2 separate regions of the Zea mays genome follow, and region 1 is linked to region 2. A link is a contact called in public Hi-C data. All regions are on one chromosome and are shown on one strand. The core of a region is the stretch at or near the end of the contact, and the rest is flanking DNA. Distances in the headings are between cores, read along the strand shown. Region 1 has its middle 140 kb from the start of LOC103638238. Region 2 has its middle 88 kb from the start of LOC109942499.

Evidence for each region. A called contact is a pair of places that touch in the nucleus more often than the background predicts.
Region 1: a Hi-C map of ear shows a contact between it and region 2, with 4 times the contacts expected there. The contact joins two enhancer-like sites. A contact is called at or near these places in 2 of 25 Hi-C or Micro-C datasets (both in ear).

What each region holds. Positions count from the first base shown.
Region 1 is chr9:35,296,783-35,302,938 of Zm-B73-REFERENCE-NAM-5.0, reverse strand. No RefSeq gene overlaps it. Among protein-coding and RNA genes, the nearest start is that of LOC103638238, 140 kb to the right of the region's middle. Within about 2 kb of position 3,283, at least 16 of the 20 cell types and tissues checked have an H3K27ac peak or open chromatin away from gene starts, as enhancers often do. A contact at or near this core is called in ear, where this site is marked.
Region 2 is chr9:35,033,404-35,039,469 of Zm-B73-REFERENCE-NAM-5.0, reverse strand. No RefSeq gene overlaps it. Among protein-coding and RNA genes, the nearest start is that of LOC109942499, 88 kb to the left of the region's middle. Within about 2 kb of position 3,234, at least 15 of the 20 cell types and tissues checked have an H3K27ac peak or open chromatin away from gene starts, as enhancers often do. A contact at or near this core is called in ear, where this site is marked.

The DNA.
Region 1 (6,156 bases), core at 2,034-4,533, 260 kb before region 2:
TACGGAACTACCTTCTTTTGAAAAATCTTGAAAACCCCTAATACATAATCTGAAACAAGCACTGGGTGATCTATGTCTTATGGATGAGGTCATTCTTTCACTTACAACTTAGGCAGATGAATGAAAAGATGCACCATGTATATGGTATGAGATAAGCTCCAACCATTATGTAGTTTAGAATAACTGTGAAAAATGTTGGGTCTTCTCCTACCGAAGCTCCTCAAATTATAGAGTTACCAACTGTTTCGAAGTCTGTTTCATGTGCTTCAAAGAGATAACAAAATACAACTTCATTCAGAACCTTTGTTTGAACGGCGCGTACACAAAGCAAGGCTAAGAGTTTTGGCTCCACGGTTAAGGCGCTTATGAACATGTCAATGAAGAATAAGGGGAAGAGACGATGGTGCCCCTATAGGATCATATAGTCTCTATGTACAGTATCTTAGGACAAGTTTGTAATTGTAACACCCTGAATTTTGGGTATAAAAATTTCTTAACGCCCATGAAAATTCAGGTGTTACCTTCTTTTCTCCTTACCCTCTTCTCTCTTTTTTTCTCAAAGGAGTGGAGAATATTATTTTGGTTCCATGTAATAATAAAATCCTATAGGCACTACCGGAATCGCGTTCTTTGCCGAGTGTCTAAGACACTCGGCAAAGGCTATTTTACACTCGGCAAAGGCTTTGCCGAGTGTAACACTCGGCAAAGAACACTCGGCAAAGATTTTATCGGCAAAGGGTTCTTTGCCGAGTGCTTTTTTTCGGACACTCGGCAAAGACTTTGCCGAGTGCCAAAAAGCACTCGGCAAAGAAAAACACTCGACAAATTAAGAATCGAAAAAATTAAAAAAAACAGCAAAACATTTTTTAAATTATAGGAACAACTCTCCAACCCTACCCTATTACCTTACCCGTTGCTCTATCATTTTTCACTATTATTTTGAATCAAACTTATATGTTTTGTAAATGGTGAGATTCGAACTCGCAACCTCTCTCTCGCGCATACCCTCTTATACCACTACACTACTACACCAATTATGTTTATATTACGTTTCCATTCCCCATGTACTATAACAAATCGAGAGTAATTTGATTATTTAAGACGCTAAATGAGTTCATTTGAAAATGTGACCAACTATAAAGTTGCATAACTTTTTGAGATCTAAAAGTTTTATTTTAATAGTTTCTACATCCGAGACCGTTTATAAAATTTGAATTTTAAATTTAAAAACTTCACACGAAATTTTCAATGATAAGATGATTTCAAATCAAAAAATTGTCAACTACAAAGTTTCATTACATTTCAAGACCTACAACTTTTATTTTGGTGTTTTTTCCATCCGAGACAGTTTGAAAAATTCAAATTTTAAAATTCAAACATAGTTTTGCATACCAAGATGATTTCAAACTAAAACATTGTCAACTACAAAGTTTCATAACTCTTCAATACCTACAACTTTCATGTTGGTGGTTTTTCCTTTCGAAGTCGTTTTCAAAATTCAAATTTTAAATTTTTTAAATTCAGACGTAGTTTTCGTTGACAATATGACTTTAAATGAAAAAGTTGTCAACTATAAACTTCTATAACTTCTCAAGATCTACAAAGTTTATTTTGGTTGTTTGGTAATTTGTTTATCTCAGATGATGGTTCTAACAATATGCACAAATTCTATACGTCTCTCTCGTAGTTTCATAAACTACGAGAGATATAGGTTTTATGAACAAATTTATTTTTATTTTGTCATATGAAGAAATGTTCAATATATAAATTGTACATCATGATGAGTTATACAAATTTGTAGTTGAAAACTTTTTCATTTGAATTAATTTACTACTTTAAAATGTGATTTTTAAATTGTCTTTGCCTAGTGTTGGAGAAAAAACACTCGGCAAAGAGCTCTTTGCCGAGTGTTGTATTTGTGACACTCGGCAAAGAGTTCTTTGCCGAGTGTCAAAAAAAGACACTCGGCAAAGAAACTCTTTGCCGAGTGTCAAAAATAAAACACTCGGCAAAGAGCTTCTTCGCCGAGTGTTTTCTTTTACCGAGTGTTTTTTGTGTGGCACTCGGCAAAGAGCTCTTTGCCGAGTGCCCGAAATAAAACACTCGGCAAAGAATTTGGCACTCGGCAAAGAGCCAAATTCCGGTAGTGAGGAGTTATGAAATGTTGCATCATGCCGGAGCTCATATTTTATTTCTTTAGCTTGATGCATATGTTTGATGAACATTCATTTAATTTGTGAGTGCTCTCGAGTTCAAAATTAAATAAATGAAAATAAAAAGGATAAGGAAAAGAGAGAGAAATAAAAGAGGTAAAAGGAAAACCACCGAGCAGCCCAAGCCGGCCACTCGGCCCGCTCGCCGCTCCCCATGGCCTAGACCCGCAAGCCGCAGTGCCCCTGGCCCACGCCCTTCACCCCCGCGGCCTGCGCCGCATAGCCCCCACGCCAGCGAGCCATTGACAATTTTGCCATTATCATTTGGCATAATAACAGGCAGCCAAAATTGAGAGTGGCAAAATAGCAAATTTCTCCTTATAAATATGAGCCCTTGCACCCCGTTCACAAGTCCATGTAGACACCAGCAACCACCAAGAGATCAGAGAAAGAAGATAGAAAAGGGACGACGTCGACGACATGTCGACATCACGCTATGTCGCAGACTTGTCCTCGGGGTGCGGTTAGGTGTGGTCGCTGGTGCACGCCGCGCGTTTATAAGGTCTTCCTGTGCTGGTTGGGTGACTAGTGCAGCCAAGATCAATCGCCGGAGTTGAAGAAACAATGCCACCGTTGAAAATAAGGTCTGCTGCAGCTAGACATCGGAGCATGGGCGAGGTCGTTCACTGGTATGCACCGATGGCGGGAGCATAGTGCACTTGGACGGAGGGTGATCCAGCGTGGAGCACTTGCTCGACGGAGCATGCTTTTCACCGTCGAGCCGCGGAACACGTCAGCGGGGTACCCTGACATCCTGACTCCGGTAAGAAGGCCCTAGACCTACTTGCCTTAGTCTCAACAACGCGTAGCACGATTTAGATTCGAAGGTGGTTCAATGGGGAACTCATAGCCAACCCCCGGCTATGCATGGCACTGTCGTGGAAGGGGCGCCGCACCGCTGTGTATGGGGTAGACGATGAGAGAGAATAAAGGAGGTGAAGTCGTGATCGTTGATCTGGTATTGGATGTTTGAGATTAGAAATAGAAAATCGGTTTGGTCTGGTGTGATGTGAGCTATCGATCTAAGCCGTAGCCCGTAGGTCTAGGATCTGGCGGTCCCGGTCACGTGCCTGTTTATTAAGTGGGACGTTCTAATATGCGCCACTAGTTTTCGATCTGACGACGCAGATCAACCGATACCCCTTCGGCCTAAACATCTTGCAAAAGAAACCCCAAGTTCTCTTAAAAACAACCCACCGTCCATTTACTGATTAAAATAAATAAAAATAAACTGGGACTTTGCAAATTAAACCCTGGAAGTTATTTTTAGGTATAAATTTAATAACAAACTACCTAGAAACTTGTTTAATCCATATCTCATCCATTTTAACTCCGTTTTTATCCGTTCAAGTTACGTAATCTTCGTAATGAATTTGCCTACACTTTAATAACTTTATTTTATCATTTAGCCTATTTTCAAAAAATATAACTAATTTGTTTAAACCTATGTTCAGTAGAATAACTTTTGAAATCCATGTTAATATGTCATTTTGGTTTGATCTATCTATAATCTAACTAAAATATGATATCTAATCAAGTTATAGTTGGTATTAAGGTTAACTTAGTTATTTCTGTACCTTTCTCACATGAATTATATTAGTTAACATAGAATATATTTTTACTATTTAATCACCTAAGAACTTTATAAAACCATATGTTTTCAACCATAACACTGATTGTAGTGGTTCTCAAACCTATGATATCATAGCAGCGCGTAGAATATTCTTACACAGTTTGTTCATATGCTTTGGTGTAATGTTACCATATCCATTATATGCTACATTGTATGTATGGCTATGAGTACAAGCGAGGTGACAGGAATTTAACGCCCAACTTTGGAGAAGTACCTGGAATCGCAAGTAAAAGGCAAGTAGTGTCATTAATCACTTTCTTTACCTAATAATTATCTTTATAATCACCGTGACATAGTTAGGTTAAGCTAATGTGACCTAATAGGTTACTATCGGTGCTTTTGAGTAGGACGGTGTCGTGGATTGTAACTCGATGGTTCGTACCGGGGGCATGAGAGAGAGAGAGAGTCAAGCGATTTTCAGCAGGTTCGGGCCACTTGAGGAGCGTAATACCCTATTTCCTGGGGTGACTTTGTATGAGGGGGGTGTTTACAAGTGGTGTCTACCGAATGGTGAGGTGCTAATGAGATGAAAGTGACGGGGATCGCCCTAGGCCTTATTTACATGACCGTAGGGCGCTTCCCGCGTACATGCTGATCACACTCTTCTAGCTTATCTCCTAGCTAATAGCGACCAGACTTCGCTAATCCCGAAGAAAACCCGGCACCTCCGTTTCGAGCTATCCCCGGTGTTCGAGGATGTCTGGCGCGGGAAAAGCGAACAGCTTCAACGAGATCACGCCCAAGCCACGAGTAATCCGGGCGTGAGCCCATCGCCTTCCTGGGGTCGGCCAATTTCCACCATTATCTTTGCCCGGCCCACGACGCGGCGTTCTTGCGGGGCGACTAGCATGTGGCCCCAAGCGGAGTTTTTGCCTTCAAGTGGACCCGGGGGATATCTATCCCCCACAAGCCACCAATCTTTCAGTTGATTTTGAAATAATCGATTCAAAGGTTCATGGTCCTTGCTTATGGGCTCATCGTATGACTTGAAATGTTTGTAACTCCATGGGGTGCACCTTAGGTGCACCCATTGGGTGTAGCTCCCGAGCTTTGAGTTGATTTTGAAATAATCAATTCAAAGGTCTTCATCTTATGCTTTTGAGATCAGCACTTGGCTCCAAAGTATTGTGAATCCGTTGGGTGCACCGAAGGTGCACCCAGTGGGTGTAGCCCCCAAGCTTTGAGTTGATTTTGAAATAATCAATTCAAAGGTCTTCTTCTTATGCTTTTGAAATCAGCACTTGGTTCCAAAGTATTGTGAATCCATTGGGTGCACCGGAGGTGCACCCAATGGGTGTAGCCCCCGAGTTTGGAGTTGATTTTTGAAATAATTAATTCAAAGGTCTTCATCTTATTCTTTTGAAATGATTTTTTGGGATAACCCAGTGACGACGTCTGTCCGTTTCTTGTTTGGTCTGGAATCAATTTGATCGGTGACAAGTTGGGGATCCAGCTAGTCAAAACAGGGAGCCCTAGGCTAGACACCACTCGGCTGCGTACTTTAATGCCTCTGCTGATTGGACTTGTGCTTTGGTAACCACATTTGGACTTCCTCCCATTTTAGCCGGTCTTCCCCTTTGTCGCGGTATATTCATTGCGTATATGTTGCCAGTATCATCGCTTCAGAAAATCTTGAAGAATCTTGGCGGTACACCCAATGGGTGTGCCCAAAGGGTGTGTGCCCAGTAAAAGGTGTCTATCGCGTTGTCCCAAAGTAGTAACTTGACATGATGGAGAGGTGTAATACTTTGCCTGAGCGATTGACTTGATTCCACCCGGTGCCATGTTACGCGAAACGGCGCCAAACGCTTGACTCATTTCCAGGCGGTTTGAATTGATTATTGAATTCTTGCGACTGTTCGGTGAGCGGGGTAGGAAGTGGACGGTCGCCTCCTAGCCTCTTTAAATAGCCCGCCCGGCCCAGCTACTTTCTCCACTCGTTCTTGATCACTTGCCTTCTCTTTCCTCTTCACTTCCCCTCCTTCTGCACGACCATGGTCGGAGGCAAGAAAGGTAAGAGATGGCCCCATCGTGCTGACGGGAAGTGCAAGCGTGCCCTAAGTCCTCCCTCGGAGGACTACGGGGACTCAGAGTACTCGGAGGAGGTCACCTCCAAATATGATCGCTCGCCTGCCCCGGCGTCCCCCGTGGCGTCGTTCGAAAACTCGGATGACTCTATGGGACTGTCCGTCGCAGCGCGGGCATACTAGTGATCCATCGAGCGCGTGGGGCTCGGTGGGTCGAACATCTCGGAGGAGGTGGAGGACTCCTCTGACTAGGAGTGGAGCGACAGCGAGGTCGACAGCAGCA
Region 2 (6,066 bases), core at 1,985-4,484:
ACCAAAGATGTCGAGTCTTATTCACAGAAACCAATATGGGTTTATGAAGCATAGATCTATTTAAGATAGTTTGGCATGGACTTATGAGTACATTCACTAATGCCAACAGTCAAAAAAGAAGAAGTGGTTTGGAAGCTAGACTTTGCTAAATCCTTTGATACAATAGAGCACAATGCCATCCTAGTGATGCGCAGACTGCTTGGTTTCTGTGATAAGTAGATCAGTTGGGCCCAAACCATTCTCAATTCAGATTCCTCTGTAGTTTATTGAATGGCGTTCCAGGGAGATTTTTCGGTGTATGAGAGGGGCAGGCAGGTTGATCCCCTTTCACCACTCCTCTTTGTCATTGCAGTGGACCTTCTCCAATGTATCATCAACAATGCCGCAAATATGGGCATCCTCTCGGCTCCATTCAAAGGCACCACCCGTTCGGACTTCCCTGTTATTCAATATGCAGATGATACCCTCATCATCATGAAGGCCTCACGAGGGAGTTGTTCTGCTTAAAAGGCATTCTGCATTCGTTCTCTATGTCGACATGACTCAAGATTAATTTCAACAAATGCCTCTTGTCGATCAACCTTGATGTCACCAAAATCAATCAGTTGGCGGCAATGTTTGGATGTCAAGTTGGCACCTTCCCGTTCACTTATTTGGGTTTGCCAATGGGTCTCACGAGATCGAAAGTCAAAGAATACCTCCCTCTCATCACCAATGTTGAAAGAAGGATCAATGCCATTAGTTCTTGGTTATCTATAGCAAGAAGAGTTACTCTGGTCAACTCTACTTACTCGATGATGCCCATCTTTGCAATTTGCACCCTTAAGATACTGGTAACGGTCATTAACACTATCGATCGTATCAGAAGGGACTCTCTCTAGTGCGGTAGCAGTGAAAATGCACACCAAAATCCTCTGGTCACCTGGGACACAGTTTGTTGTCCTAGAAATCGAGGGGGCCTGGGGGTTCTCAATCTGAAGATTTAGAACACGACCCTCTTACTCAAATTAATTCACAAATTCTATGGCAGAGAATACAAGCCTTTGGTAAATCTAATTTGGACCACTCACTACTCTGGGGGCGGGGTACCCCATGGTTATTGTCACGGAACCTCCCAAGGTATTAGGCCCACCTAAAGATGTCCTTGTCCCGAGGACCTCAGACAGTCATGCAGGAGCGCATAATGGCTCGGCAGGTTCGGTTACCTGTACCTCCATCATATCGTCCAAGAGCTCTTATCCCATAACGTAGACATTACACATCATCAAAGTAAGCGAAAAGGATTACAATAACATAGTTTACATTCATAAGTAAAATATAGAAAGAGTTGATTATTACATAACGGGTACTGAGTGCTTAAACTTATTATTACATCATAGGAAGGCAAAACACCTTCCCGGGGTAGGTCTTAGTTTTTTTCCTCCTGCTTTAGAACCACCTTGGAACAAAAACAACAGAACTCATCAGTTTCATCACCTACAACAACATGGGTTTGAAAACCCTGAGTATGAGTGTACTTTCGCAAGTCTTACCCATCAAAGGAAAAAGACTCTCAAGGATATGCTAGCATTTGGGAATCAAGGTAAACCTTATCATAATTCAAAGACTCTTTTTGCAGAAAAGCTTACTATAAGTGGATCCTTAAAAATTCATTTTACTTATCAGGTTAAGTAATTACATGCATCTAGATTCCTTTATATTCTTAGATCAAGCACTTGGCCTATACTAGCCATCTTTTTATCACCCCTTCTGTTCACTTGTTGCTACATGTAGGGAAGTGACCAAGTCTTCATGTCCGAGAAGAAATGGTGATCTGAATCAATTAATACCTAGCTAGGGATCTCCAACCACACGACATATGTAGCACTTAACCCTTGCATATGTCAACTCGCACTCGGGTTTCTCAAGACCAGAATGGGTTCACGCCAACCGAGAGCACATATACTCCACCGTCCAACCTCTTGTCACGAAGGGTACATGCTACTCTTGCCATCTCTCCACTCCCATTGCGTGGTAGCCTTTCTGGTATTGGTCCGACCAAGGCAAAGCTTACCCATGATGAGGCATGTGGCCAATTAAAAGGTCCTCGATCATCAAGCCTATATCGGCTCAGTCCTTAACCGACTCAAACGGAGACATTACACCGAGACTTCCTTCTCGTGCAAGTCACCCGCCCGGTCTCGTCTTTATCATTTAAAACCCAAAGTTTGGTACCTGGCAGAGGTACTCTTTTCAGATGTTGAACCCATCATGGCCATGATGGATCCACCATCATAAGTCTTTTCTTTGTAAAAATTCCCATCCAGTGTGAAGCATCACCTTTTTCAAAACAAAACCTTTTGTTTTGTATAGCAAGACTAAGCATTAGAAAACTTGTTTAAACAAAACAGGCAAACAAGGAATCGTAACCAATTTTCCAAGGAAGGAAATTCATCAACTGTTTATCACATAATTCCTATCACCTAATGCATCATATAAGGTGATAAAGATTTTAAAACAATAAGGAAAAAGGATAATGCACTGGGGCTTGCCTTGTGTTGCAGGAGTTTCTGTTTCCACACCGCAGATATCAAAGTAAAAGTTGTTCTCCGCTAAAGGATTCTCAGTCTGGGAGACAACCTCTTCCTCTATTATGGTTTCTTCCTCGTGTTCTATACATGATAATACATGTACATGAATGTTTATGCTATGTCATGAATATGCAGTTACATAATAGAAATATAGTAAGTTGCATCTTGAATACAACTTTCCTTCACGATACAAACCAATCACTAAGGTTTTCTACTTAGGCATTCCTTTAGGATTAGTATTAAGTAGTTAATCCTATGAAGCTAGTTATTGCATTTTTGGTCAAACAGTGTCCAAATTATTTCAAACTTCACTCAGGGCTCTAATCGTCATATTAACCCTACCCAAAAAGTTTTATGATTTTTGTAATTATTAAACTATTTCTAAAATTCTAAAAGGCTTGGTTTAAGCACCTTTAAATGCTACAAAATTCTAGGTTTGGGATAAAAATCTTGGAATTATTTTTTATTAAATACTACTCGATTTTATGAATCTAGCAAAATTAGTCTCACGATTTTACCAATTTTCTACTATTTCCTATGAATTTCCCAAGTTGTCAGTAAAAAGAAAAGATTAAAACGTGAATAGTAACGGGTCGTATCCAGCCCGACTGGCCCACAGACAGGCGGAACGCGCCCGCGTCCTCGCGTTTTGTTTTGCGCAAAGGTCCCTAGCCATTTGAATAACCAGTAAATAGTCCCTGAACACTATTCCTGTGTCTCACTAACAATCGCATATAGGCCCCCGTACTTCTATTTCTTCACGATTCAAGTCCCTGGCCGCGCACCGATCAAATACTTGGCCGGGGTCGCCTGTACTCGCTGGCGGTGACCTATTCCGGTGGTGCCGAGTACACGGACACCATCACAGGTGCTACCCGAACACACTCACGAGCTTAATTCGACCAGAGCATCATTAATTCGTAGCTGCCCACGACAACGGCGGAGCAAGATCACTGGCGTGCCCTTACCGGTTTTCCCAAGCCGGTCGCGTTCAATCCAGGGACGTGGAACGAATCAGTGACATACTAGGACTATGGTGCTCGCGCAAACTTGGACGGAGACACCCCGGAACAACCGGTCGACATGAGCCATGTCCACGATGGCGTTGCCGGATGACGATGCAACGTTCCCAAAGCTACGGTGCGGTAGCGTTCAATTGGCCGAGACCAGGAGTTTCACTAGCACCAGAGGGTGTACAAACATGGATCAGAGGGATGTGAATGGACCTGAGAATGGCTGGCCACGACATGATGCCTCACGACGGCGTTTCGGCTGATTTTGGGGGAAATCTAGAATTCGCGAGCTATGGTGGATGATTTGAGGTGAGGAGTGGTTCTCTAGGTGCGTAACAAGAAGGCGGAGCAGGAAGGGCACTCAATTTATAGAGGCCGGTTGCAGTTGCTCTGAATTTTGGACGGGGATGAACTCATGGTGACGTCAAGATGAGTCACTGGAGTTCGCCAAACGTGGCGCTCAATGAGTGTAATGTTTGGGAGGGGGTAATTGGCTGTTTTACATGACCTACAATGATGTGATACATGGTCTATGGCGTGGTGCAACCGAGATGACCAGGAGCCACAACGGCATCGACCGCTCGGCCACGTCGCAGGCCAGCGAATCACGATGGATGAACCGGTGCCAGAGACCACATTCACGACCCTTCCCAGATCTTTTCCGGTGGGCGCGAATCACGGTGTGGGATCATCGGTGAAGTGCCCGGCGCCTCTGATCTTTCTCAGTCACCGTACCATCACCATCTTCATTCAGTGTCCTGACAGACCAAGTCGAGGGCCCTTTTTCTTTGATTTTCATTCAGCAAGCCACCAAGTCGATTATACCAAAGTTGTACCCCTATATACCAGCTTCGACTTTGTCACAGAGACCTTGGTCATTTACTCACTGGATCAAGCACAAATCGACTCCAAGGTTGATTAGAAACCACTGTCAGTCTGCTTTCAGTATAAGACCTGACTAACAACCCGACTTCTAGGGCATTTTACTCACTTCTTGATAGTTGCCAAGACAAAGGAATGCTCACTTCAAGATTTTTTAGCCAACATGGATATGGAGCACAATTTCCATACTCCTTAATCTCCTCAGGCCACTCATGAATATCTGGCTTTCCACGAACTGATGAGCAATCTTCTGAATTCTACAGCTGCTAAAGATAAATGGACCTATCTATGGGGCAATACTACCTTCAGCTCATCCAAGTTCTATAGCCACACTTTTCAGTCAATCTAGCCTCCCTCTGCCTTCAATTGGATTTGGCAGTCCAAGGTTGGAAAGAAATTTGTTGGGGACTTGTTCTCAAATGCTTTGAATATAGAACAAGGCAACATAAAATGTTAAATGTTAATGCCCTTCGTCCATCGGAACATTATCTCCCCTAGGGTATAATGAACTTCGGACGAAGGTCATGAGCAAGAATCACGAAGGTCATACCTTCGTAATTAGAGTTATGAAATAACGAAAGACGAAATATAAAACATGAAAGTATAATGTATTAAAACACATAAACTTATTCATATATTTCATTATACAAATTCAAATATTAAAACATAACATTTAACCACATTTATACCTTCGTCTTGACAGAAGGCAATAATCCAAGTGTCGCGTCCGAGTGATTACAAGATTGCGTGAACAGTACAGGGGTACTGTTCATCTATTTATAGGCACAGGACGCAGCCTGTGTGAAATTACATTTATATCCTTTTCAATCGATTACAATCATGACACAAACTATCATGGGTCTATTGGTCATTTAATTTTTAGGTCGGTTCACTCCTTCGTCTTGAGGTATGTCACTTTGCCGAAGCTTCATGGGTGATAGCTTCGGCACTGCTTTCGAGAAGATTAGCCGAAGGTGTTTCTTCCTTCAGGATCTTTGGCTACGAAGCATACCCCAATAGTAGCCCCTTCGTGGTGCTAGATCGTTTTTCGTAACGAGCTTGATCCGTGAAAAAGTCTCCTAGGCTTCGAGATGCCGAAGATCTGAAAAACACCTTCCCTGAGCTCGTTGCCGAGAAACGATTAAAATAACCTGAGCACGAGGTGGCCCCACCATGCAGCGGTAACGCGCGTCCTGGCGATTCATCTGCTCGAGCTCTCTGGCCCACCATTCAGTGGGTGCGGGCAACTGTTCGTCCGGTGCGGAATACTTGACGATTCACCTTCCCACCTGCGGTACTATATAAACAGACGGGTAGGTGTGAAGTTACTACAACATTCATTGCTATTACACTGTTTTGCTGCCAAAAATTTGACCATAGCCGAAGCTTGTTTACTGCATCCTCAACCGAAGCTATTCATTTTGCTCGAGCTTCGCAACAAAAAAGAGCTTCGGCAAAACTAAAAAAATTTCAACTTTGTCAAAAGACAAGAAATTCAATCATCAGATGGTTAGGGTACGCTTAACAGCTAAGGTTACTCGCGACGGAGAGAAAGCCGAAGGTGCCGAAACCGCTCCAATTTCTGAAGTGATGAAACAGTC